Regions from separate parts of the Sus scrofa genome. Here region 1 is linked to region 2. A link is a contact called in public HiChIP or PLAC-seq data. All regions are on one chromosome and are shown on one strand. The core of a region is the stretch at or near the end of the contact, and the rest is flanking DNA. Distances in the headings are between cores, read along the strand shown. Region 1 has its middle 100 kb from the start of HPCAL1. Region 2 has its middle 15 kb from the start of HPCAL1.

Evidence for each region. HiChIP or PLAC-seq counts read pairs in DNA pulled down with a chosen protein or histone mark.
Region 1: an H3K27ac HiChIP or PLAC-seq map of alveolar macrophages shows a contact between it and region 2, with 3 times the contacts expected there. The contact joins two enhancer-like sites. A contact is called at or near these places in 1 of 5 promoter capture datasets (liver), 14 of 47 Hi-C or Micro-C datasets (alveolar macrophages, blood, embryonic fibroblasts and 6 more) and 2 of 2 datasets of contacts at active chromatin or transcription factors (alveolar macrophages and skeletal muscle).

The regions. Positions count from the first base shown.
Region 1 is chr3:126,212,697-126,219,121 of Sscrofa11.1, reverse strand. It overlaps a transcript of HPCAL1 not described here. Among named protein-coding and RNA genes, the nearest start is that of HPCAL1, 100 kb to the right of the region's middle. Within about 2 kb of position 3,196, at least 3 of the 83 cell types and tissues checked have an H3K27ac peak or open chromatin away from gene starts, as enhancers often do. A contact at or near this core is called in alveolar macrophages, where this site is marked.
Region 2 is chr3:126,122,396-126,129,191 of Sscrofa11.1, reverse strand. It overlaps a transcript of HPCAL1 not described here. Among named protein-coding and RNA genes, the nearest start is that of HPCAL1, 15 kb to the right of the region's middle. Within about 2 kb of position 1,556, at least 30 of the 83 cell types and tissues checked have an H3K27ac peak or open chromatin away from gene starts, as enhancers often do. A contact at or near this core is called in alveolar macrophages, where this site is marked.

The DNA.
Region 1 (6,425 bases), core at 1,947-4,446, 88 kb before region 2:
AAAGTTTAGGCTGCCGGGTGCGCAGCCTCCCCGCCGCACCTCCCGGGCGGCGCCGCCTCGAATGTGCAGGAGCGCGCAGCGCCGGGCGCCCGCCCTTCTCCAGCCGCGAAGGCTCCCGCGCCCGAGCGGGGGTCCCTCTCCTGGCCGAAGGCGGAGGCTGCGGGAGTCGGGAGCCCTTTGTTCAACAAGTGCCTAGTCCCCGGGGGCGTGCAGCCCTGCAGTCGGAGAGCCTCGGTGTGAGAGTGGGGCTCCGGGCGGAGACGCATCTCGGGCTCCCAGGGCGTGCCGGCCCGGCTTGGCCACGCTGAAAGCCGCCCCCTTTGCTTCCCGGCCAACACCGAACACCCCCCTCCCCGGAGGAGCCTGTTTGGCAGGACAGCGAGTCCCGCCTTTTGCCTCGACACCGAACGCCCTCCGACGGCCCCCAACCCCCCTCCCTTTGATCAGCCTGACGCAGGAGGTGGGGGGGGGTCCATGTGGGACTCTTCCTCCTCGTCCCACCCCTTAATTTTTATATGTTAGTTTCAAACCCACTTCTCATGGAACTGCAGTGAATGTGCACACAGCTCTAAGCACGACTCACTCGCAGGTGGAGTCGTGCCAGCCGCACCAGAGCGCTTGCTCAGACCCAGCAGGGCGAGCTGGCCAGGGCCGCCTGCGCCTCTGCCACAGTCATTGATTCTTCCCTCCATCTCTGGCTTCATCCTCTCAGGACCCTTCCCAGTGGGGTGGGGGTGGGGGTGGGGGGAGAACCTTTCACCAAGGGAGCGGCTAAGCCAAGGGAACAGCTGCTCGCCGGAATGATTCACAAGGTCCTCAAAATGACGCGCTGGCATGGAGTGGGCAGGGACCTTAGGGATATAGATCGGGCTGCATGTGGGTATGGGGTACCTTTCCAGGTATCAGATCCCTCCCCTGGGTGGGTATTCTCAAGGAAGCCGGGAACCTTTATGACACAGGAGCAGAAACCTCTGGTTGGGTTCCTTTGGTCTGTCTTCCGCCAGGGTGGATGCCCTGAGATCTCAACGGTGGTGGCAGGGCAGGGAACCGAATAAGCTAATTTGTCATCCTGTTTTGGCGTCAGGAGCACACTTAGAACGCAACCTACTTTTCCTCTTTCATAAAATGATTTTATATCCTAGAGGAGAAAAGGGCTTTTGATCTGAATCCTATTCTCTTCTCCATAATCAGATTCAATAGTAATATTAAAAAAAAAAAAATCGGTCTGGCTTTCTCTGCTCAGAAGATAGACCAAAAGCTGGGATTTTTTTTTTTCCCCCTCCTCTAGTGAAAACCAGCTCTTTGTCTCAAGGAAACCAGTGTTTTGGCCCTGGCGCTATTTCTGTTTCACTTTTGAAAGCGCCTGTAATTACCAAGCTCTTGAGGTTTTATTGGATAATGTGCCTCAGGGAAGGGCCAGGGTCTCTGCCTTCTGCGTTCTGGCCCTGGAGGTGGTGCCGCTTCTTGCCTTTCCTGCTCCATTTGGGGTTCTGATTTGGGGAAAATTGAGGTGCACGTGCAGGAATAATGTGGGGGACTTGGCGTTGGGAATTGGAAGCCTGGAAGGACATCTTCTTGTGGAGAAAAAAAGATGAAGTCAGACCCCCAGAAGCACAGAGATTTGCCCCACGCTAGCCAATGGCCCGTTCATTTCCCCAAGAGGCTTGGACCCATTCCTTCAGAACTTATCCAGGGGTCCATTTCTGGCCACCCAGCTGGACGGATTAGACATACAAGGGCCGGGAGGGCAAGGAGTGGGCTCCCCATGGCCCACACTCCCCAGCCCCGGCTTTATGCTCCCCAGGCCCCCTTTCTACCTGGAGCTGCTGTGGAGTTTCATCCGGGGTCTGCAGCCTCCCCTCCCCCTTTCGGGGCTCGGCGGTGTGCAGAGTTCCAAGGTCACTTTCGCCTAAAATGCCATGGTGAGGTCTATGCACAGGGCAGTCTGCTTTCCCTTGATGCCAGCCGGCCTTCCCCTAACTTACTCTAAGGCCTTGCAATGCCGCTTGAAAGCAGTGAAGGGCCGAGGTCTGATCATCCAGGATGCGAATAAGGCGCCCCAGAGTTTATTTGGCACCAAAGAGCGAGCTTCTTGGCAGCCGCAATTTTATCTAGGTTGGGGATCAGGTTTGTATTAGAATTTCGCATTCCAGCAAGCCCTGAACCCTGCTTGTTTGTAGTGGGATAATGCTTCCAATTTAGGAGTTGCCAGCCCAGACATGATGGGGGATTATGTGTATTTTGCTAGTTTGCCACCCCCTGGTGTCACTGTGTTGGGTGGGGTGGCTCTTTAGACTTGAATCACACTCTCCTTCGGGACCTGCCATTCTCCCCCAGTCCTGTTGGGTTTCTTTCATGTTTTCGTGCCCCCACGCGAGGCTGCGCACCTGTGCCTCTCCTGTGGCTCCTGGCGCTTGTCCTCTTCCCTCTGAGTTGAGTGTCTAATCAGGGGATGACACAGGGCATTATATATGGACATGGCACAGCGGGCTTAGGGGCTCTAGGTGCCACTTGCCCCATGGGGGGTGTGTGTGTGTGTTACTTTCCTCAGGGGGGGAAAAAAAAAGTCCATTGCGATATAGTCCCGTGGGTTTAATGCAACTTCAGATAACCAGTACAGTTTGACAGGTGGAACATTTCTTAGGCACTGAGCAAGGTGCACGTCTAAAGAACTTTAAAGAAATAAAACATCTGAAAAGCACAGTAAATCCTTTAAGAGAGCTCAGCCTCTGAATTACAGAGGCAAAACTTCGTATCTTTGCGTTCAGGAGATGTGACTAACTCAGAACACCTTCCAAGAGACCTCGGGCTCCCTCCCCTGCCCTCATCAGGGCTGCAAAGATGTCTTTTTCTCTTTCCTTTATAAGCCCGGTGTACCCCGCCCCACCCTGGCTAAAACAGTGGCTGTGTTTTCTGGGGATTTGTTTCTTTTTAGAGTTTGAGGTGCAACCCAGGTTGGCAGGAAGCTGGGGGACTGGGGGGGCGGTCCTGGGGTCCTTGCCCACCCCCATGCCTCATTAGATGAAAAGTCTCCTTTGCGGAGTTAGCGATGGCTCTCGGACCCTGGGCTGAGAAGCGCTCAGGGTCATTGAATTCTTCCTCGTTGGAGAAAACTGCCATAATCCTGGGCCAGAGCAGGAAGAAAGCTGTTGGGGTGTGTAGTTCCCCTCTTGGAAGCCTTCCCCGATTGCCTAACGCCCTGTGCCCCAACCAAAGTCTTCCCTCACTCGGGTCCGCTTTAGCAAGGGAGGCGTCCCCTTGGCCAGGCACCTGCTCGCCGGCTGTGATTGGCAGCGAGCTCTCCCAGTGCCGAGTGTGGGCTCCGAGCTGCACACATCAAAGCAGAGCCGGAGTTCGCCTCTCCCCTCTCCCTCTCCCTCCCCCTCCCCAGGGTTCTGGGCCCTTTCCCCTGTTTCTGCAGCCATCCCCTGGGTCCGTCCTCTGTTGCCCCACTCCCCTCGCCATCCCCCCCAGCAGAGCCCAGCAAAGCCTCATCCCTTAGCCTGGAGCTTGGCTTCCCTTCCTTCCCCGCTGCTGTCCATGCCGACAGCAGGGCAGTGTTTAAAGTGTTTTCCTCCAGCCTCTCCCTTTCCTCCCTCACCACCTCCCATGTTCGTTCTTTTCCTCCTCAGTTCCTCCGAACACCTGCATGGTCCTGGGCTTCATCCTTGCCTGTTGGAGCTTGGTTTTGGCCCGTGGATGGGGAGACCCTCAGACTTGCTGGGGGAGTTGCCACCAGCCTGGAGGGCAGCCTCCCACCCTGACCCCTGGCTCTGGCCCGGCCTGGGGAGAGGGACTTTGAGGGGCAGGCCAGGAGGGTGGTCTCAGCATCTTGCTTTTCTCCCATCCGCTGATCTCCTACTAAGTCTTTAAAAAACGCAATTAAATCCCCAGCGTTTATATAGCATCAAGTGTACCCATTTCAAGGGTGCTATTCCATACTTTCCAATAAACGGTAAGCATTGCGCAACCTTCACCACAATCCAGTTTTAGAGTGGTTCCCTCCTTCCGGAAGCTCTCCTCATGCCCATGAGCTGTCCCTCTGTCCCCGCCCCTGGCCCCAGGCAGCCACCAGCTGGCTATCTGTCTCGAGCTCTGCCTTTTCTTCCTACCTCTCGTTTTATAAATGTGGCCCGAGGGTCTCCTCCTCTGGAGTCTTCCAGTTGGAATTGGTTTCTCCCTCAGGCTGATGCCGTAGCCAGGGCTCCTCTCTCTCTGGCTCAGGGAGCTCTTGGAAGAAGCCAGCAGGTCTTCCTGGCCCCGCACCTGTCACCCAGCCCCTGGGCCAACCAGAGCACATCAGCCAGACTAACTGAAGTTGCGTGCCTCCCCTTTCATGGCCTCTCTTGAGTATTCAGCAAAGTGTGTGGTTGAGTTGTGAGGCCCTGCTCTCAACAAAGCAAAACACTATTTGGTTTCAGCAGTGATGCGCGAGCCAAATGGGATGGGCCCTTTTTTTTTTTTTTTTTTTTCTAGTGGAAACGTGGAGGATGCCCAGGGCAAGAGAAGTAGCCCAGAGCCATCGGCAGGAAGTAGAGGACCCTAGAATTCAATCCTGTCACTTTCTCTTCCACCCCTACTTGGTGGTAGGGTTCTGCCCTTCTGTGGCTTTTCCTGCCGTTGCCTTCTGCGTTTCCGAGGTCTTTTCTTGCATCGTTTTTGTTCTTTGAGGAAAGTGGCAGAGGGGGAGACCCATTTTACAGATGTGCCACCTGAGGCCTGGAAATGGTACACCCAGCGTATACAGGCAGGCCTGGGTCTGGTGCCTAGACCCCTGGACCACAAATGGTCTCTCGCCCACGGATGCAGTGAACTTCACGGTGGACAGAGAGTGTCTTGTTCCTCCCTGAAGGATGGGGATTGTTAGATCCTGTTTTGCAAAACATCCCTGGACAAAGACGCGGGGTGGGGGCAGGGAGATGCGGGTTCCAGGTGGTCTCTGCTGTGTCGTTTACTGGCTCAGTGATGCTGTCTGACTCTGAGCTTGCTCACGTGCAGAAAGGGGTTCCGAGCCCCTTAGACAGCCTCCTGAAACCTGGACCTAGGGGACGCAGTTGAGTCTGGCTGGTCGTACGTCTGCTGAGATGGAAGAGGCTTCTGTGCTGCCTCTGCCACTGAGTATTTCTTTTCAAAGTCAGATTTATTAGGCATCAGTTGACCCAGACTTGTAGAGCCGCTGCATGTGCCAGTGAGCCAGTGAGGGTCACGATTGGGGTTTGGGGAGCTGCTGTGTTGGATTTTCCCAGCTCACATCTTCCACCACGCGTCTCTCGGGGTCCCTGATGCAGCCACCGTGACCTTGAAGTTGGGGGGCCGCACAAAGAGACCTGCGGGTTATTCCTCAGACCACCCCACCTTGGGCACTTGGAAAGCATTGAGTTTGGGGGTGTGTGTGTGGGCCAGTGGGCTGAAAGGGGACTTCTGGGAGCATTGGCAGAATTTTGATTCTGAGCAGCTGTGTGTGTGTGTGTGTGTGAAAGAGAGAGAGACAGCCCCGTTTTCCCTCCAGCAGTAAAATGCTCAGGTCTCTGCTTCCTTCCTGTGCATTTAACAGATGCTTCCAGAAAGCAGAGTTGACCACAGCTTCCCCACTCTCCCCGTCACTCCCATCCTTTCTCTCTGCTGGGCTGGAAGTCACTTTTGGAGGGAAGTGAGAACCTCTCCAAATGCATCACCTGCATTTAAAGGCAATCATTTCCAACGTCGTGCAATTTTCTGTATTTACACATGTGGCTGAGTGAGGGCGGGGGGGCGGGGGGTCTGGAGAAGCCAAGGGGCAGGACTGCGGACGAGCCCAGCTTCTCTGCGGCTCTCACCCTCTCCAGTGTGGGGCCGAGGCAGGCGTGAGGTTTTAGTAAAAATCCCTCAGACATGTGGCATCAGTGCCATGCTTGGTGGCAGCCTGGGCATCCGGCTCAGCTTCCAGGGGCGGGAGGGGGACATGGTGGCTGCTCTGGCTGGTCTGGGTGTCTTTCTTTTCCCGATAAGATGAGATCCACTCTGCCTTCATTCTTATTCTCTAGGGATTGCTTGTTCCTCTCCTGTCTCTCTAAAGACAGGACAAGGAAGTGCTCCTTTTATTAGCATCTGTTCTCGGTGATGGGCTATTACCTGACCCGGTAAAACCATATGGCCTGGCTGATTGGTCTCAGAGCGAGCGGGAAAGGGAGCGCTTTGGCCATTATTTTCACCATTGCTGCTGCAAGTGGGGGAAGGGGCAGGCCTAGCGCAGGGAAGGGCTCCCAGCTTCTCTGGGCCAGACCTGTGTTCCGGAGCTGCTTCCCCCTGTGGGTGGGCCTGGGCCAGCTGCTGGCTTCCTGGTACACCTGCATCATCGTCAGTTTCGTCCTCCTTCTCACCATCACGCGGCACTCTTAGCATCACGGTCGCCATCATCACCTCCTCACCGTCAGTGTCATTGTCAC
Region 2 (6,796 bases), core at 307-2,806:
GGTTTTGAGGCGGGCGCAGGAAGGGGACATCCTTCCTGGGTTGTGTGTCAAGGCTTATTTTTAGAGTGACGAGTGATGACTTTGCAGCATCACTTCCCGTGGGCATCCCCTTCCACCCTCAAGCACACGGGCAGGTCCTGCGTGACGAGCATTGTGGGCAAACATGTGCTCACACGCGCGCGCGCGCGCACACACACACACACAGTGGGACGCACCGCTCGGCTTGGCAATCTCATCCGCTGTGCAGCCGCTGGAGGGGAACTGTGGTCTGCAGGGGGCCAGCCCTGGCCACGGGAATCGCTGCCCGGGGCATCCCTGAGCTGCTCCGGGTGGGCTTCTGCACCAAGTGCGGTGTGGGTCCCGAGGGCGGGCAGCCCAGCCCCGGGCTCCAGCTGCCAGGGGAGAAGACAGCCGGTAGTAAAAGCCTTGCCCGGTCGGTGTGAGCTCAGTGGCCAAGGGATGGGACAGAGGGAGGCTCCAGCACGAGCGCACGAGGGATGGAGCCATGTCCCCAAGGCCTCGCTGCCTGTTGGCACCTGGCCAGGCCCCGAGCTGGGCCTGGGCCCATCCGGGCCGTCCCCTCTGCCATCTGCCTCTCCCGCCAAGCCCACCCTGCTCCTCCTCCCCTCACCTCCCAGGCATCCGCCTGGCCCCAGGCCCAGGCCCAGGATTTCTGGGACGGCCCAGATTTCACATTTCCTGTCCTGCTGAGGCCTTGAATCTTCGCGCGTTTGTCAGCCCCTGGGGGCCCGTGTCTCGCTGAGAAGTCCTCCTGGGATGGGCCCAGGAGGCGGTGGCTGCTCCTAGGACCTCAGAGGGTCTCGAGAAACTGGCTTCCCACGGATGTCTGAGAAGGTCTGGGTCAGAAAGGCTCTAGGGGGCAGTTCAGAGACTGGGGGGCGGGAAAGGTGGGCCCTCTGGTAGGCACGCTGGATGGCGCTCCGTGGCCACAGAAGGAGGAGCTGGGGCTGCCTCCAAGGGTCCCCCTCGTCGGCCGGCCTTCTCCCCGTCCCCCGCTCCCTCGCTGCTTCCTCTCACCAATTTCACGTCCCTGCTGCTGGTGGGATTATCCTTAGCTGGGCCCTGGGTGATTGGAACTCAGCTTAGTGTCCTTGGGAAAGAGGGTCAGAGGAGAACCGGGGCCTGGAATGTCACCTGTCTTTCCTCGCCCTCCTGCCACGGCCGCCCCGGACCCCCAGGACCCCCAGTCCTGTGCTGGGCTCGGAGTTGGGACTGAACTCGGAGTCGAAAGGCGGGAGGAATCCACGCCTTCCTTCCCCGCTGGACTCTAAGCGCTTTGAGGGCGCCCGGGACTCCTGCGGGTCTCTGCTCTTGGCTCTGAGGCCGCTCAGCAGGTGCTCGGTTAGAGCCGCTTGAGGGACGCTTTGTGCAAGTCTGTGCTTTGGCCCCAGTGCTCCCTGAAGAACCCCTGGCTTCTGGTGCTCTGATTTAAAGAATAAACATGGCCCAGGGCCACGTTTCTGAGCTGTCTTCACTGGGATTATAAATACGCCCTCTGATGACAACTCAAGACCAGAGCCCGGGGGCCACCGAAGGGCAGCTGGCACGTCACCACTCGTGCGCCTAGCGTCTTGGCTGGGCGGATGCCTCTTTTTACGGAGGATGACATGCTGTTTTCATTTCTCTCCAGAGACGTGAAACATGAATCAAATAGCAGATGAGATGATTCACGGGAAGTTTTCTTCCAAGTTTCAAAACACACATACAACCCAGGGATCCGTGGGCTGAACCATACGTAAGTGGAGCCAGGCAGCCACTCGTGGGAGCCCTCCCGCCAGTGGCTCTGCAGCCCCTCACGGCGTGGACCTTGCCGGAGGCTCCAAGGACGCAAGACCCCAGCGGGCCACGTGGGTCTTGAAAACACCTCTTAAGTTTAATGGTTGTGATGTCATTTCTTCTCAGTCTCTTCCCAAGATTTCTTAGAATGTGACCAAACCGCATTCATCTGGGGCACAGAAATTCAGAATTCACAGAGTTCGTCTGGGGCCGGTGACAAATGAGTCAGCACACCTAAGAACCGGGCAGAAATTAGCCTCCTGCCACCTGCTGGACAAAGAGCAAGCGGTCTGCCCACCAGGACCTTGGGGAGAGGGTCACCCGCCCCAGCCGAGTTGGGGAACTTCTCTGCTGCCGTCGAGGCTTCCACTGGGGGCAGGTGGACTGTGCCTCGGGGCCACGTTGTCCAAACTGCTATGTTTTAGATGAGGGACGCGGAGCGGGAGACGTGTGACTTACCCAAGAGGGCCCAGGCCCTGAAACTGGGGGAAGAAAGACGTGCTGATGATACCCAACTCCCACCTGCTCATTGTAAATGCCCCTCATCTCCCAGCTCTCCGATAGTCCAGCCCCTACGCTTTGCCCGAAAAAGAATTCAGAGGCACTCTTTCGGGTATTTTTTTGACTCGGATTTTACATTGGAACTGCCCTCTGGGTAATGAGTCTGAATCCTGAGGGTCTGATGGCATCCTTTCCTTCCTTCCCCTGCTGCATGTCCTCCCCACCCCCTACCTCAGTTAATCTATCCATTTGTTCTCCCCCACTGCATGTCCTCCCCACCCCCTACCTCAGTTAATCTATCCATTTGTTCCCGATGGAGCGCTACTGCTCAGTATTGTTCCATACCGTTCTCTACGGCTCAGGATTGTTGTATGGAGTCCAGTCATGACCCAGGAAGGAGCCCGGAAGGTGCCTGCCAGCTGTGCCGCAGGTTCGGGGTGCTTGCTGGCTGGGGGTCTCTCCGGAAGCTCAGGCCTATGCACGGTTGAAGCCCTGGCTCCCTGCACCCCCAAGAGAAGGCCCTGCCCGCCTCCGCAGCCGGGATCCCCCAGCCACTGGGAGAATGTCACACAGTGGGACGCACCGCTCGGCTTGGCAGTCTCATCTATGTGGTGTGTGCGCACACGTGTGTCACAGACCCACTGAGAGCTGCCCTGCCCCGCAGAGATCTGGGTGGCCAGCCCCCCAGGAAGGCTGGGGGCTGCCCTGGGCAAGGTCCAGCGCCCTCGTTCAGTATCTGCCAAGTCCCCCGTTGGGCAGGGAACCCATCCTGGGCCTGAGCAGGATCCTCCGTGGCTGTTTGAGGGGGACCTGAACCACTTAGAAGCCACAGGAGACGTCTCACTGTTGGGGGGAGCCCTTCGTCTCCCCGGGATGGGGGTTCATGGGCCCCGTGTCACTCCGATGCCCAGGGCCTCAGGCTGGGGCCAGACTTGTGCCTTGGACACGGCGAGCCTGGGCTTCTCCCATCTTTCCCCCTCCTTTTCTCCTCGAAGAACTGGAGTTGGGGTTTCACGGGCCCTGGTGGATGTTTCGAGCTCTGGGCTCCCCGGCTCTCTGCCCACCCCGGCGTGGGGACCAGGGTTTCAGACCCCTGTGCTGGGGAGAGGGTCTGTGGCGAAACGCAGGAACCCCCCTTGCAGCCTCCGGCCTCCCTGCCTGGCTCTGTTGGACACTGGGGTTCAGCTCGTTAAGCACCTTGTGCGTTTCGTTCATCGTCAGAGCTGCGAGACCCCCTCTTCTAGCTGCCTGACGCTCGAAGTTTGTCCTTTCACAGCCTTCGTTTCCCTTTATCCTCACAACTGTGAAACCAGCAAATTATTTCCATTTACAGCCAAAGAAACTGCAGAGACGCTAAGAGGCAGCAGGACGAAAAGGCTAGAGAAGGGTCGGGAGAGATGGGCTGGCCACTTGCTGCCCAGGGAGCGTCCCTCCTATACACAGACCGCATCCCCAGTGCAGCCTCTGAAGCGGGCGATCGGTTCGGTCCCGTGTACAGAGGCGCAAACAGAGGCTTGGTCTGGAGCATCGATGCAGGAGACTTTCTGACTGCAGGACCCTCTGCAGCGCCCACCGCCCCCCGACAGACACCTCCCAGGGCGTATTGGACACTGGCTGCGTGCTGGATGCCAGCCCGTGCTCCGGCTTCCCCTCCTGCTGGGAAGATGTTGCAGGGGGCAGGACCTGGGCTCCTATCCTGGCCAGGGGCATTCGAGGGAAACTGCAGGCTCGCTCTGCATCTGCAAACGGCGTCTGCTCTGCGTCTGCCTGGTACCTTGAGTCACCAGCAGCCCAGCCGGGCACCAGCAGCCAGGAGGAATGTCCTCCAAGACGTGCAGGGGCTGGTGTCGCCAGCCTCCACATGTGATAAGCCCGCTGAGCTGAGCACTCCCCCACCCCCCCAGCTCTGTCCCCCCAGGGGTGGTCGCAGGGATAGCAGGTCTGTGGAGGGACTGGGGGCAATTCTGCCATCTCCGCCCGGCTCTTGCCTTCAGCCGGCCGTGTCCAGCCTGCTGTGGCCTCTTAGCTTCCTTCAAAAGAGCAAGTAGCTTGCAGCCGCCCCAGTCCCTGAGAAGGAGACGCTGTGTGATTCAGAGGTTTGTTGGTTTCACCTTCGGCCTTTGTATGGTTCTGCGTCCCCGACCGGATCCATTGACTGTGGGGCGTGGGCCTTTGCCCGGGGGTGGGGGGGCATGACCAGCCCCCGCCGTCCAGCCCTCCTTCCCTCTCCTTGACCTTATCCTCTGCAACCGGCCTTGCGTTCTCGGCATTCCTTTACAGTCATGCTCAACGCCCAGACTCTGCGGCGCTGGGTGGGTTCTCTCCAGGCGCCCCCACCCCGCCCTGGCACACAGTGTTCCCATTGTCGCCCACCTAGAGGACTCCTGGAGCCTGGAAGCCTGGCACAGACCTGCTCTGTCAGTCCTCCCAGCTGTCGCCCCAGGGGGATGGGCGGCTCCACTCCAGCACTGCGGGTCCCCCGTCAGGAAGCCTTGTTACACACGTTGCCCATAGCCTGGGTCACCTGGGGGCTCCTGGGCACCCAGGAAGGGTCTCTGGTCTTTCCATCCAGGTGTTTCCATGCCCAGCACAGAGCGGGCCTTGGAAACGTTTATGGGCCAGAGGGAACAAAGGTTCCCTCTCCACTCCAACCTTGGGGGTGTGCAAGCCTCAGATTTGCACTAACGCTCCAAGGCGGGCAGGAGACGCCCCCGGCTCTGTGGCCAGGACTCCACACCTGGATGCCCACTGGGTCACTCAGGCCTGCCCCTTTCCAGGCGCTGCCAGCCTTGCTCGCCTGGCGTCCAGCACCCTCTGTAGAAACATGGGGCTCCCCCGTGCCTGGACATACGTGGCGATTTCAGCGTCCGGAAAAGTCACGTGGTCTTGTTTTCAGTCCTGCCTCGAGCGCTCTTCCGGTTGCATCAGCAGATTCTGTCTGTCGAGAGCCTTGTCCTCGAGGGCGTTCCTCGTCCTCGCCCTGTCTTGTTCCCTGTCTTGTTCTTTCCCCAGAGGCTCGTTTATGTCCCATCCACTAACCTGTCTTCCTCCCCGGGGGAAGCAGCTCAACGCGCTCACCCCTGAAGATTCAAGCAGCAGTGACGGTGGATCTAGGATGAGCTGTACCCCTCAAGTGAGAGATCCTAGCTGGGGATCACATAGCTGGGGGTGTGTTCCCCGGGCGAGAGGGGAGATGGCACCATCTTGGTGAATGGACCCCCCCCCCAGTTTGACAACCCCCCCCCCCGCCAAGGCCCGCTACTCTGCTGCAGCTCTTCCTATTAGGGTAAATGGAACTTTCTAGAATAAAGTCTGAATTAAGGGATGTCCCTCCTTGGAGCTTCAAACTTGAGCAAGAGAGCATCTTGCCATCTTCAGCTCTGCTGTTCTTTCTCGTATCTCTGATACTGGAAGAGTCACAAAATATTAGAGCAAAAAGTTTCTAGAAGAAACCCATTCACGTATTCTTCTGTTCGTTCTCTCAGGCACTGAGCCACGCCCTTGGACACACAACCTCTATTTCACATATTTTTACCGAGCGCTAGTTGTGTGCCAGGCGCTGTTCCGGGCCCTGGGGGGGACGTGGTGAGCCATATGGCAATGTAATGCCAAGGAGTAGGAACTACCACCAGGGGGCAGAGTAAGGCAGATGCTGTTTGAGATGGGCTGGGAGGAGGAGGTGCCCCCAAGACTTGGGCAAAGACATGAACATCGAGGGAGTGGGCTTTGCTGATACCGAGGGGAGGGAAGGGCAGACCAGGTGGAGGGAACTGCAGTGCAAGGGCCTTGGGGCTCCAACATGTCAGTCGGTTCTCCCCCTGGCCTGAGGGAGGTATTCTCTCTCCTGCAGGAGCTCACAGTCTAGGGAGGAAAACACATAGGAAATGATGTGCTTGAAGCTGAGGTCATAAAAGAAACAGGCTAAAAATTGCTCCTGGGGAGTTCCTGCTGTGGCTCAGTGATATGAACCTGACTAGTATAGCTCTGATTAGACCCCTGGCCTGGGAACCTCTCTATGCCTTGGATGCGGCCCTTAAAAAAAAAAAAAAAAAAAAAAGCCTCTTGGAATGCAAAGGGAAGAGCAGTTGCAGGGGGTTGGGAAATGTATCCCTGAGCAGATGACGCTCGAGTTGGGCTTTGGTGGATGTGTAGGAGTTTGCTGGGCGGCTGAGGCGCGCAGCCACACCAATGAACTGGTGATTTCAGAGGCCCCAGGGGTGCCGGGAGAGCTAGCCACAGTTCCTCTTCCTGTTGCAGTCGTGGTTTCTGCAAAGGAAAGAAGATCCTCTTGGGGGTCTTCCTGTTCTTTTCTCACCTCTTCCCCTCCCTCGGCCTCCTTCAGGGCGGGTCAGCTTTAGGAGAGGAAGGAGGGAGGGGACCCCTCTGCCTGGTTTGGTCGCTGCCTCTTTCCTTCCTTCTTCCTCTTTTTCCCTCCTCCCTCCCTCCTAACATCCTTTCTTTTATATGTACACACATAGATATATTTTTTGCCTTCTAG